Regions from separate parts of the Sus scrofa genome. Here region 2 is linked to region 1. The links are chromatin contacts, called in public HiChIP or PLAC-seq maps. All regions are on one chromosome and are shown on one strand. The core of a region is the stretch at or near the end of the contact, and the rest is flanking DNA. Distances in the headings are between cores, read along the strand shown.

Region 1 (4,748 bases), core at 568-3,067:
GAGGATCATCTTGAGATGGTTTTAAGGAATTAATACTTTCACTCTTATTAGTTGATTGACTCTCTGCATGAGAGAATTTAAACATCAATCTATCACAGGCATAAATCAGGCAAGTGTTTCCCAAAGTACGGTAGCTATCCCTGGACAGTGACATGAAATTACTTTAGGCAGCTGGAGATGATAAATATTTCAATAGAAATGTCTTTTTTTGTTTGCTTTTTAGGGCTGCATGCGCGGCACATGGAAGTTTCCAATCTAGGGGTCCAATAGGAGCTACCACTGCGGGCCTATGGCACAGCAGGATCCGAGATGCATCTGCAACCTACACCACAGCTCATGGCAACGCCAGATCCTTAAGCCACTGAGCAAGGCCAGGGATCAACCCGCATCCTCGTGGATCTTAGCCGGGTTCGTTAACCGCTGAGCCACAAAGGGAACTCCAGAAATGTCATTTTTGTAACAGAAGAAATACAGCTGGCACATAGAATCTATTATTCTATGGGTATTTCTGCTTGGGAGTCTATAAGTATTTCAGTTTTAAATGTGTATTGTCTAAAGAAAAATGTGAAGAAATAATAGTACTGGTGGTGTATGGACATGGCAGAAACAGTTCAAGTGGATACAGGGGGTTGAATGGTGACACCCCCCCCCCCCCGCGCCAAAGGACACATCAAAGTCTTAATCCCTGGGAATATGACCTTATTTGGAAATAAAGTCTTTGCACATGTAATGAAGGATCTAATGAAGTGATTATTTTGGATTTTGAGTGGACCCTAAATCCAGTGACGAGTGTCCTTATAATAGATGGAAGGAGAGAAGACACACAGACACGCAGAAGGGAGAAGACCATGGGAAGAAAGAAGTAGAGATTGGAGTGATGCAGCCATAAGCCAAGGATGCCCAGGACTGCCTGCAGCCACTGGAAGAGAGCCATGGAAGGTCTCCTTCTAGGAGCCTCCAGAAGGAACCAATCCCATCGACAGCTTGATTTCAGACTTCTGGCCTCCAGACTTGCCAGAGAATATATTTCTGTTGGTTTAAGCCAACACGTTTCTGGCAACTTGTTATGGCAGTCCTAGAAAATTAATACAGTGGCAAAGAAATGCCTCAAGGTTGGGAAACACTGAATTACACACCCAACCAGACCAGGGGATGAGAAGGTTTAACTCTGTGATAAATAAGTAACTGAGTCATCAACACCCTCATCTTATCGTCATTAACCCTCAGCATCCAGCATTTTCGCTCAATACAAGTATGTGGTTGTTTTGAAGGTGAAAATAAATCCAATAATTTTAAATGTAAATACGATGATTGTATGCATTTATATTCTCATGCAACTGTTTCTGGACACCACAATGAACCCTGAGTTCATAAATTAACTCTTGGGAAAGGCGATCTCCTCTTGTCTCTTCATTTTACAGATGAGAAAACAAAAGAGGCTGAGACCACTGTCCCAGCTCCTACAACGAAACGTTTATTCTTCCTTACCTCCAGCAAATATTCCCACAAACTCTTTTTCTTTGATCAGAGCAAGGCATAGAGGCTGAGGTTCAAACCTGCCTTACCCGGATGGAGCTAAGGTGATTTTCCGGGAGGTGATTTTGAGTGAAGAGAAAGCGACGAATTTGGAGTCAAGCGCGCTGCAGAGGCCGCCGGTGGCCAGGAGGGGGAGCGCGCGGGCTCCAGAACGCGCACCCTCCTCAAGGGCGGGGCCTGAGGGCAGCGCGCATGCGCTCAAAGGGAGGTGGTTTCGCCGGCCGGGACGAAGGGCGAGACGGTGGCCGAGAAGGCACGGGTCGGCGGACGGTGGCCGAAGAGGTCGGGCATGGAGCACCTGGAGCGCTGCGCGTGGGTCCTCAGGGGAACACTGGTGCGGGCGGCTGTGCGGCGGTACCTGCCCTGGGCCCTGGCAGCTTCCATGCTGGCGGGGTCCCTCCTCAAGGAACTCTCACCGCTGCCCGAGAGCTATCTCAGCAACAAACGCAACGTCCTCAACGTGTGAGTGTGCCCCGGGTTTCTCCTGTCCCCGCCGTAGCTACCGCTGTCGCCTTGCCCAGACAGCTGGGGGTTGGCTGCCCTGATGACGAGTCATTGGAAGGGGAGGTCCTTCTCCCCATCGTGACAGCAGCGTCTGCACGCGGGTCGAAATGGAGGGACCCCGAAATAGCTAGTGTCACCAGCAAGTCGCGTTTGCACACCAAACAAGACAGTCTGAGCTGACTGGGCAGGGGTGACGGGCAGGGAGGTGTGTGTGTCTGTGTGTGTGTAGGAGTGGGAGGTGGCAAGAGGGGATGAACCAGCTTCCCACCCCCACCCCGATTTCCTTTGGGTTTAGGGGTTGGCCGCTGCCCTGGGGAATATGCCACGTCTCTCCTGCCTGCCGGCATCAGACGCCGTGCCTCTGCCCTAAGTCCAGTTATTACCCCCTGCACCCCCAGCGTGACAGAATCCCATCACACCTGGGTAGGGTAGAAAGACCTGCCCTTCCCCCCACCCCCATCCTAGCCTGTGACAACCCCGCTCCAAGATAGTGTCGCAGGAGTGGAACCCTCCAGTCTATGACCTTTCCCCTGAATCTGCATGGATCTTCTTAAGCCACTCAAAGTTCCTGGCAGTGGCCCAGGAACACAATCCCAGCCAGGTTCTTTGAGATTTCTTAAGTCTACCCACCCCCTCCTTTAAAAAAAAAAAAAAAAAAAAAAAAAAAACCTCTTGGATTTTAAGGTTATTGACAACAACACTGTTGGAATAGTAAAGGGAGATTCTGAAAGATAAAAATTCTCCCTTGATGTGAGTTTTTTCTCTTCAGGATTATGGTGTCTGTGGCATCTCCCAGAAGTCAGTCCAGTTTTGGTTATCTGCTTAAAACCCTGGTTTCTCTCTCCAGCAGCTTCATCGAATACCTAACAGGTCATGGCTCTGGCCAGTTCCCTGCATATCAGTCCCAGGGAAGATTTTAGCGACAGGCTCTTGGGTAGTGTCTGAGACATTTTTGGAACCCAAGAAAGAGGCCTTCTGTCCTTGGCCCACCTTCCTCCCCCACTTACGAGGCTGGGCAGATTATGAAAGTGGTCATGGCCCCACATCTCTTGCATGTGTGTTCGCTGCAGCTGGTCCCAGGTCAGCCACCTTTGATAAGTGCAGGGGAGGCAGACAAGGCTGTTGCTGCTTGATCTGGCCTGGGAGATGCTGGAAGCTGAGCACCCTGGTAAAGTCCCTGTGGTTTGCAGGTTGCTATGGATTCTGGTGTTCTCTTCCATACCTCTGTGCTGGTTAACTGATGAAAGGGAACTAGTGAATCCTTGGCTCTGGAGGGGATTTTAAGAATCGATTAGGGGAGTTCCCATCATGGCTCAGTGGTAAAGAACTGGACTAGTATCATGAGGACTCGGGTTCGATCCCTGGCCTTGCTCATTGGGTTAAGGATCTGGTGTTGCCATGAGCTGTGGTGTAGGCCACAGATGTGACTCGGATCTGGCATTGCTGTGGCTGTGGTGTAGGCTGGCAGCTACAACTCTGATTTGACCTCTAGCCTGGGAACCTCCGTATGCTGTGAGTGTGGCCCTAAAAAGACCACCAACAACAACAACAAAAGAATCGATTGGTCCCCCAATTCTATTCAGCATTTGAGGAAACAGAGGCCTAGAGAAGTGTGGTGATAATCAGAGTCAGGGTTCAAACCTGGGTCTTCCAGCATGAAGTGAGCTCTCTCTGACCATTTCTACCTCGTAGGAAAAAGAGCTTTGGTGTAGACAAAGCCCGGGCTTTGGGGCTGGCCAAATGGTGGTTTAATCTGCGCTTACTGATCGTGTGAGTGTGACTCTGGGCAAGTTACTGAACTAGTCTTTTTATCTGTAATATGCAACAAATGACACCTTCCTCCCAGGGTGACAGCAAGTGCTCTAGGGGAAAGTGGATGCACGTGAGAGCTCTATTTTTACTTTCCTGAGCAAACAGCATAGTGCTTAAGGTCAGAGACTTGGAGTTCCCTGGTGGTGCAGCAGGTAAGGATCCCGTGTCATCACTACTGTGGTTCGAGTTGCTGCTGTGGCACAGTTGCAGTCCCTGGCATGGGAAATTCCACATACCACAAGCACGGCCCCCAAAATAAAAATCTAGAAAGATTATAGACCCTGGATTTGAATCTCAGCTCCACCACTCATGACCTCCACTTTGGGCACAAAGCTTCTCTGTGCCTCAGCTTTCTTATCTGTAAGATGGAGATTATAGCAGAAACTACCTCCGAGAGGTGTATGAGGATTAAATGGTACCCTTATTTAGTAGGCGGCCTTGTGGTCTAAAGCTTTTATCACCTTTTCTCATTTTTCCCTCCCTTGAGAGTCGAGAAACCTGAGGCATGCCATTTATTCCCTCTTGGCCAGGCCCCTTCTCCTCACTTCCACTTTCCTCCTCTGCCAGGTATTTTGTCAAAGTGGCCTGGGCCTGGACCTTCTGTCTCCTCCTGCCTTTCATCGCCCTCACCAACTACCACCTGACAGGCAAGGCTGGCCTGGTCCTGCGGCGGCTGAGCACCCTGCTCGTGGGCACGGCCATCTGGTACGTGTGCACGGCCATCTTCTCCAACGTGGAGCACTACACGGGCAGCTGCTACCAGTCGCCAGCCCTGGAGGGGGTGAGAAACGAGCCCCTGAGTAAGCAGCAGTGCCACGGGCAAGGAGGCTTCTGGCACGGCTTTGACATCTCCGGCCACTCCTTCCTGCTGACCTTCTGCGCCCTCATGATTGTGG
Region 2 (4,748 bases), core at 810-3,309, 37 kb after region 1:
CTACACCACAGCTCACGGCAATGCCAGATCCTTAACCCACTGAGCGAGGCCAGGGATTGAACCCACATCCTCATAGATGCTAGTTGGGCTCATTAACCACTGAGCCACAATGGGAACTCCTCATAACACCCATTATTAACAGAGCCTTGACACCGTGCCAGGCACTGCTCTCGGCACTTCTGTGCATGGTGTCTTTTCACCATCCCAATAGCCCTCCGAGGAAGGTACTGCCATTAGCTCCATTTTACAGATTATAAACTGAGGCTTTGGGGAGGCTCAGCGACCTGCCAAAACACTCCATGATGAATTATTGGGGAAGGTGGCTCTCCTGCTGGGCACTGTCTGGCCTCAGAGTCTATACTTTAAACTGAGAACTACTCAAAGGGGGATGGGTGGACCAGCATCATCAGCATGACCTGGTAGCCTTTTAGGATGCCACCTCTTTGGTCCCACTCCAGGGCTCCTGAATCACAGTCTCTGGAGTGGGACCCAGTATCCTGTGCTTGAACCAGAACCGTATGCTCAAGCCTGAGTAGTGCCAGTCTAGAACACTAAACTATGTCGGCTTGTCAGCAGTCCTCTCCGTAACCCTGAGAAGGGGTTGTGATTAGAAGAAATAGGTATTATTGTTATTATCATTCCCTTTTCCCGATAATGAAACAGCCTGGATCAAGAATTAAACCAGATAGTCTGGTTACAAGGCCCTTTCTCTTTACGGAGTCTGTTTCTCCATCTGGAAATCGAGTGAGTGGAACAAAAGGATCTCTCAGGGAGAAGAGAGGTCAAAGGGTCAGGCAAGGGCTGATGCTTAGGCCCCAACTGGACCGTGGCTGGGACCTGGCCATGGTGCTGAATCCATGTCCCACAGACAGCACAGCCACCCAGGGTGGGAGATTGCGCCCCTAGAGGCGCCCTGTCTTACAGGTGCAGTGCCCAGACCTCACCCCCAGGAAGCGGGAACCCTGATAACTCAACATCAGGCTCGATTCCCAACTGCCTTTTAGCTCCCTGGGTCTGAGAAGAGACCATGCAGCCCTCTGTGCCTTTAAGAGCAAAAAACACAAGATCTTATGGGCCGAGCTGAGCTGGGTTGAGGAGATGGGTTAACTCCTTCCTTCTCAGCTCAAGATTAGGGGGTGGGTTGGGGGGAGGGTTAGGGACAGACCCTTCAAGACCCAGAGGAATGCCCCCGGCCAGGCAGAGGAGCAGAGGAGCCTTGACCTGAAGGCCCAAGGTAGCCGGGACAGCAGCGCGGGGGGAGGACCTGCAATAGGACTCTCGGGGCTGGAAGCTGGACCCCAGGAAGCGCTCCTTCCCCTCCCCGCAGCAGCCGCCCCCTCCAACAGGCCGCCTTCCCAGCGGTGCCCATTTCCTTGCCCTTGCCTTTGTCTCTCTTCTCAGCCCCCCAACCTACTGGGTCTTTCTGGGAGGAAAAAAGGCAGAATGGATGTGCCTAGCATTAGGGACGGTGTTCCTGGGGCCCCAGACAAGGGCCCGTCACCTCCTGGGAGAGCAGCCCAGCATCCCCCGTTCTCTGGGCCCCGAAACCCCAGATTCTACCCTCCAGTCTCACCAGGTCTTCAGACCCCTTCAACCCTCGCCGGCCCCCTCCCCCAAGGCTCCTAGCCGCCGGCAGCACCCCGGCTCCCCAGCTCCCTCCGCGCTCTACCTTCTGCGAGCTGAAGGACTGGGTCCAGTGGTACAGAACCAGGCTCTCCTTGGGCCAATGGGCGTGGCTGGCCGCGGCGGGTGCGTCGGGGGCCTCGACCAGCTTGGCCGCATCGCTCTCCAGCGCCGAGATGGGCCACCAGCTGCAGTTGGTGGGGGTCAGGTTGTTGGGGGTCGCCATGACAGCCCGAAAGCGGAGGGAGGAAAGAGGGAGGCTCCGGCGGCGGCGGCTCTCTCGCCCAGCATCACATGGCCTCGCCGAGCCTGCCCCTCTCCTTCGCTCCCTCCCGCCCTCCCTTCCCCGTGAATGTCATTACTCACTGGAGTGGGGGAGGGGAGGGGGATCCCGGGAGCTCCTTCCCTCCTCCTCCTCCTGCTCCTCCTCCTCCCCTCCTTGGCCCGCCCCTGGCCCGCGCCGGAAAAGCCACCGCCAGTCCTCTGTCAGACTTGGTGGAAGGGTGTTAGGCGCCCCAGGGAAGAGGCCCATGCCCCCCAATAGCTCCAATCTGGCCTGCCACCTAAAAGAAGATTCCACCATTATAAACGCATTCTGCCTCTCAATCTTCTAAAAGGCAAATAGGAAACTGGCATTATAGAAATCCATCCCTTTTTTTGTACATTAGTGTCTGGAAATAGCTTGTCTCTCTTTGAAGCTGTTATTTTCTAACTCTTTTCCTGGAGGACCCATAAGGGCAGAAGGGAACAAAGATGATTTATTGAACACTTACATAGATAGCATGGACTCCTGTGCGTCCAGGCACTGTCCTAAGGGCTTGACGACCATCAATTCATTTAACCCTTGCAATAACCTATTAGCCTCATTTTACAGAGGAGGAAACTGAGGCATGGAGAGGGTACGCGACCTTACCCAGGGTCACCTAGCTAATAAGTGGTGGAGCTGAAATTCGAACCCAGGCTGACTGGCTCCAGAGTCTGCACTTTCAGCCATAAGGTCATAACATGACATTCATCTGAACGACAGCACAGCAAGCATTTATCAGCCCAAGTGCTGGACATGCATCATCTCATCTGATCTGCACAGTAATCATTTTTCCCAGAGGAGGGAGGTGAGGCTCAGAGATGTCAGTTCATTGGTCCAAGGTCACATCTTCACCCTTGGAGACAGGCACGACTAGAGGAACCTGCAGTGCCTTTGCTGTCACTTAGTTTATCTTAAACATTCATGGGAACATTACATAAAGTCCCTTAATATAGCCTTGCTGACCTTGCTATAATGTTTTATTTATTGTTGAGCAAATAGATGGTACCAGGAAAATAAGCATCTCAGTTTGTTCCTTCACCCCCACCCCACATCATGCTACCAAGGACTCCTGGTCCCATCATCATCGCCCCAGACCAATGAGCACAGCTCTGGCGCAACCAGTGTTCTTCCTTCTACCAGATAACAAAAGTTCTGTGGCTCATGGGTTTCCCTTTTTGCTTTGGTTGCCAGGAAGCTTGGAGCTGCATTCCAGTTGCCACATCAGCCTCCCTAGTTCAGCAAATGCTCTCTTCATGAAATTTTTATTTCATCCTCAAGATGTTTCACTCATCATTTGATTTTGCGAAAAAGGACATGGTGTGTCTTGAGGGAAAATTCAAATATCTGTGAAATCAGGGAAATAAGACCTTAGAAACTGGATCAATGTGGAAAAGCTGGGTCCCTGTCTGTATCTTTGACCTGAATGCATCCAGAGAGGCTGACTCAGAGCAGTCACACTGAAATATGTACTATTTATCTCAACAAATCTTAATTGTACACTCACTGTGTACAAAACACTTTTGAGGCAAAGTGATAAGACAAACTGGCCCGCTCTTTGCATGTTTTACTTAGCAATGCATCTTGGAAAGAGTTTTCTATCAGCAAAATTTCTTTCCATACTTTATAACAGGCCACACTGTATGTATGCACCACAAAATGATGGATATACATGCTGTTCCAGTCTTTTGTTATAAAAACAATGTTGTGGTGAATATCCTTATTCATATATACTTGTACATGTGTTTGAGGATAATCTGTATGATAAATTTCTAGAAGTGGAATTGTTGGATCGAAGAATATGTCTTTGCCAAAGTTTCCTCTGAAAAGCCTGTACCAACTCATACTTCCCACTAACAACCTACAAAAGTGCTCCTCTACATTCCTGCCAATACAGCATATTTTTAACTTTTTTTTTCTTTTCTCTGGGTGAAAAAATGGTATCTCATAGTTTTTATTTGCTTTTCTTTTTTGACATTTTATTATAAAAAAAAACTCAAACATGTGAAACAGCAAAGAAAAGAGCTCCACAAACACCCATGTATCTATCATCTAGATAGAATCATTGCCAAAATTCTACCATATTTGTTTAATTGGGGGGTGTGAGGACCTGAAGTATTTTGAAATAAGTTATAGATAGGGTATTTCATCCACTAAATACTTCAGAGTTACTTTATATCTAACACAGGTCATTTTCTTATATGAGACAATACCATTTCCCCCCCCCCTTTTTTTTTTTGCTTTTTAGGGCTGCACCCACAGCATATGGAGGTTCCCAGGCTGGGGGTCTAATCTGAGCCACAGCTGCCAGCTTACGCCACAGCCATGGCAATGCCAGATCTGCGCTGCGTTTGCGACCTACACCACAGCTCACGGCGATGCCGGAGCCTTAACCCACTGAATGAGGTCAGGGATTGAACCTGTGTCCTCATGGATACTAGTCAGATTTGTTTCCACTGAGCCACGACAGGAACTCCCTGATTGCATTGTCCTTCAGCTTGTCGCACTTCCCACCTCCAACCCCTGTATTTCTTTAAACTAGAACTTAGATCTAAAGGATAGATCAGGTTCAGCTTAAACGTTTTGAGGTCAAGCATTGAATGAACACCGTCGTGGGTGGTCCTGTGTGTTTTATCAGGCCTCACATCAGGAGTTCTGAGATGTCTTGATGTCTCACCATGAATGATGCCAAGTTTGATTCCTGGGTTAAGGTGGTGACTACATCTCTCCTCATGTCTATTTTCCCTCTTCCCACCAGAACCTGTGGGGATCCAGTTCCTCACCCATGAATCGTCCTTGACTGAATCAGTTAGTAAGCACT

The links. HiChIP or PLAC-seq counts read pairs in DNA pulled down with a chosen protein or histone mark.
Region 2: a contact with region 1 is called in an H3K27ac HiChIP or PLAC-seq map of alveolar macrophages. The contact joins the promoter of GDAP1L1 here to the promoter of FITM2 in region 1. A contact is called at or near these places in 2 of 5 promoter capture datasets (fetal liver and liver), 20 of 47 Hi-C or Micro-C datasets (blood, brain, embryonic fibroblasts and 10 more) and 2 of 2 datasets of contacts at active chromatin or transcription factors (alveolar macrophages and skeletal muscle).

Annotation. Positions count from the first base shown.
Region 1 is chr17:46,742,967-46,747,714 of Sscrofa11.1, reverse strand. FITM2 (fat storage inducing transmembrane protein 2) reads left to right here and starts at 1,817. Exons shown (of 3, transcript NM_001128460.1): 1 at 1,817-1,998; 2 at 4,420-4,748. The coding sequence starts at 1,826.
Region 2 is chr17:46,706,571-46,711,318 of Sscrofa11.1, reverse strand. GDAP1L1 (ganglioside-induced differentiation-associated protein 1-like 1) reads right to left here and starts at 2,059. Exons shown (of 6, transcript XM_003360003.4): 1 at 1,670-2,059. The coding sequence starts at 1,849.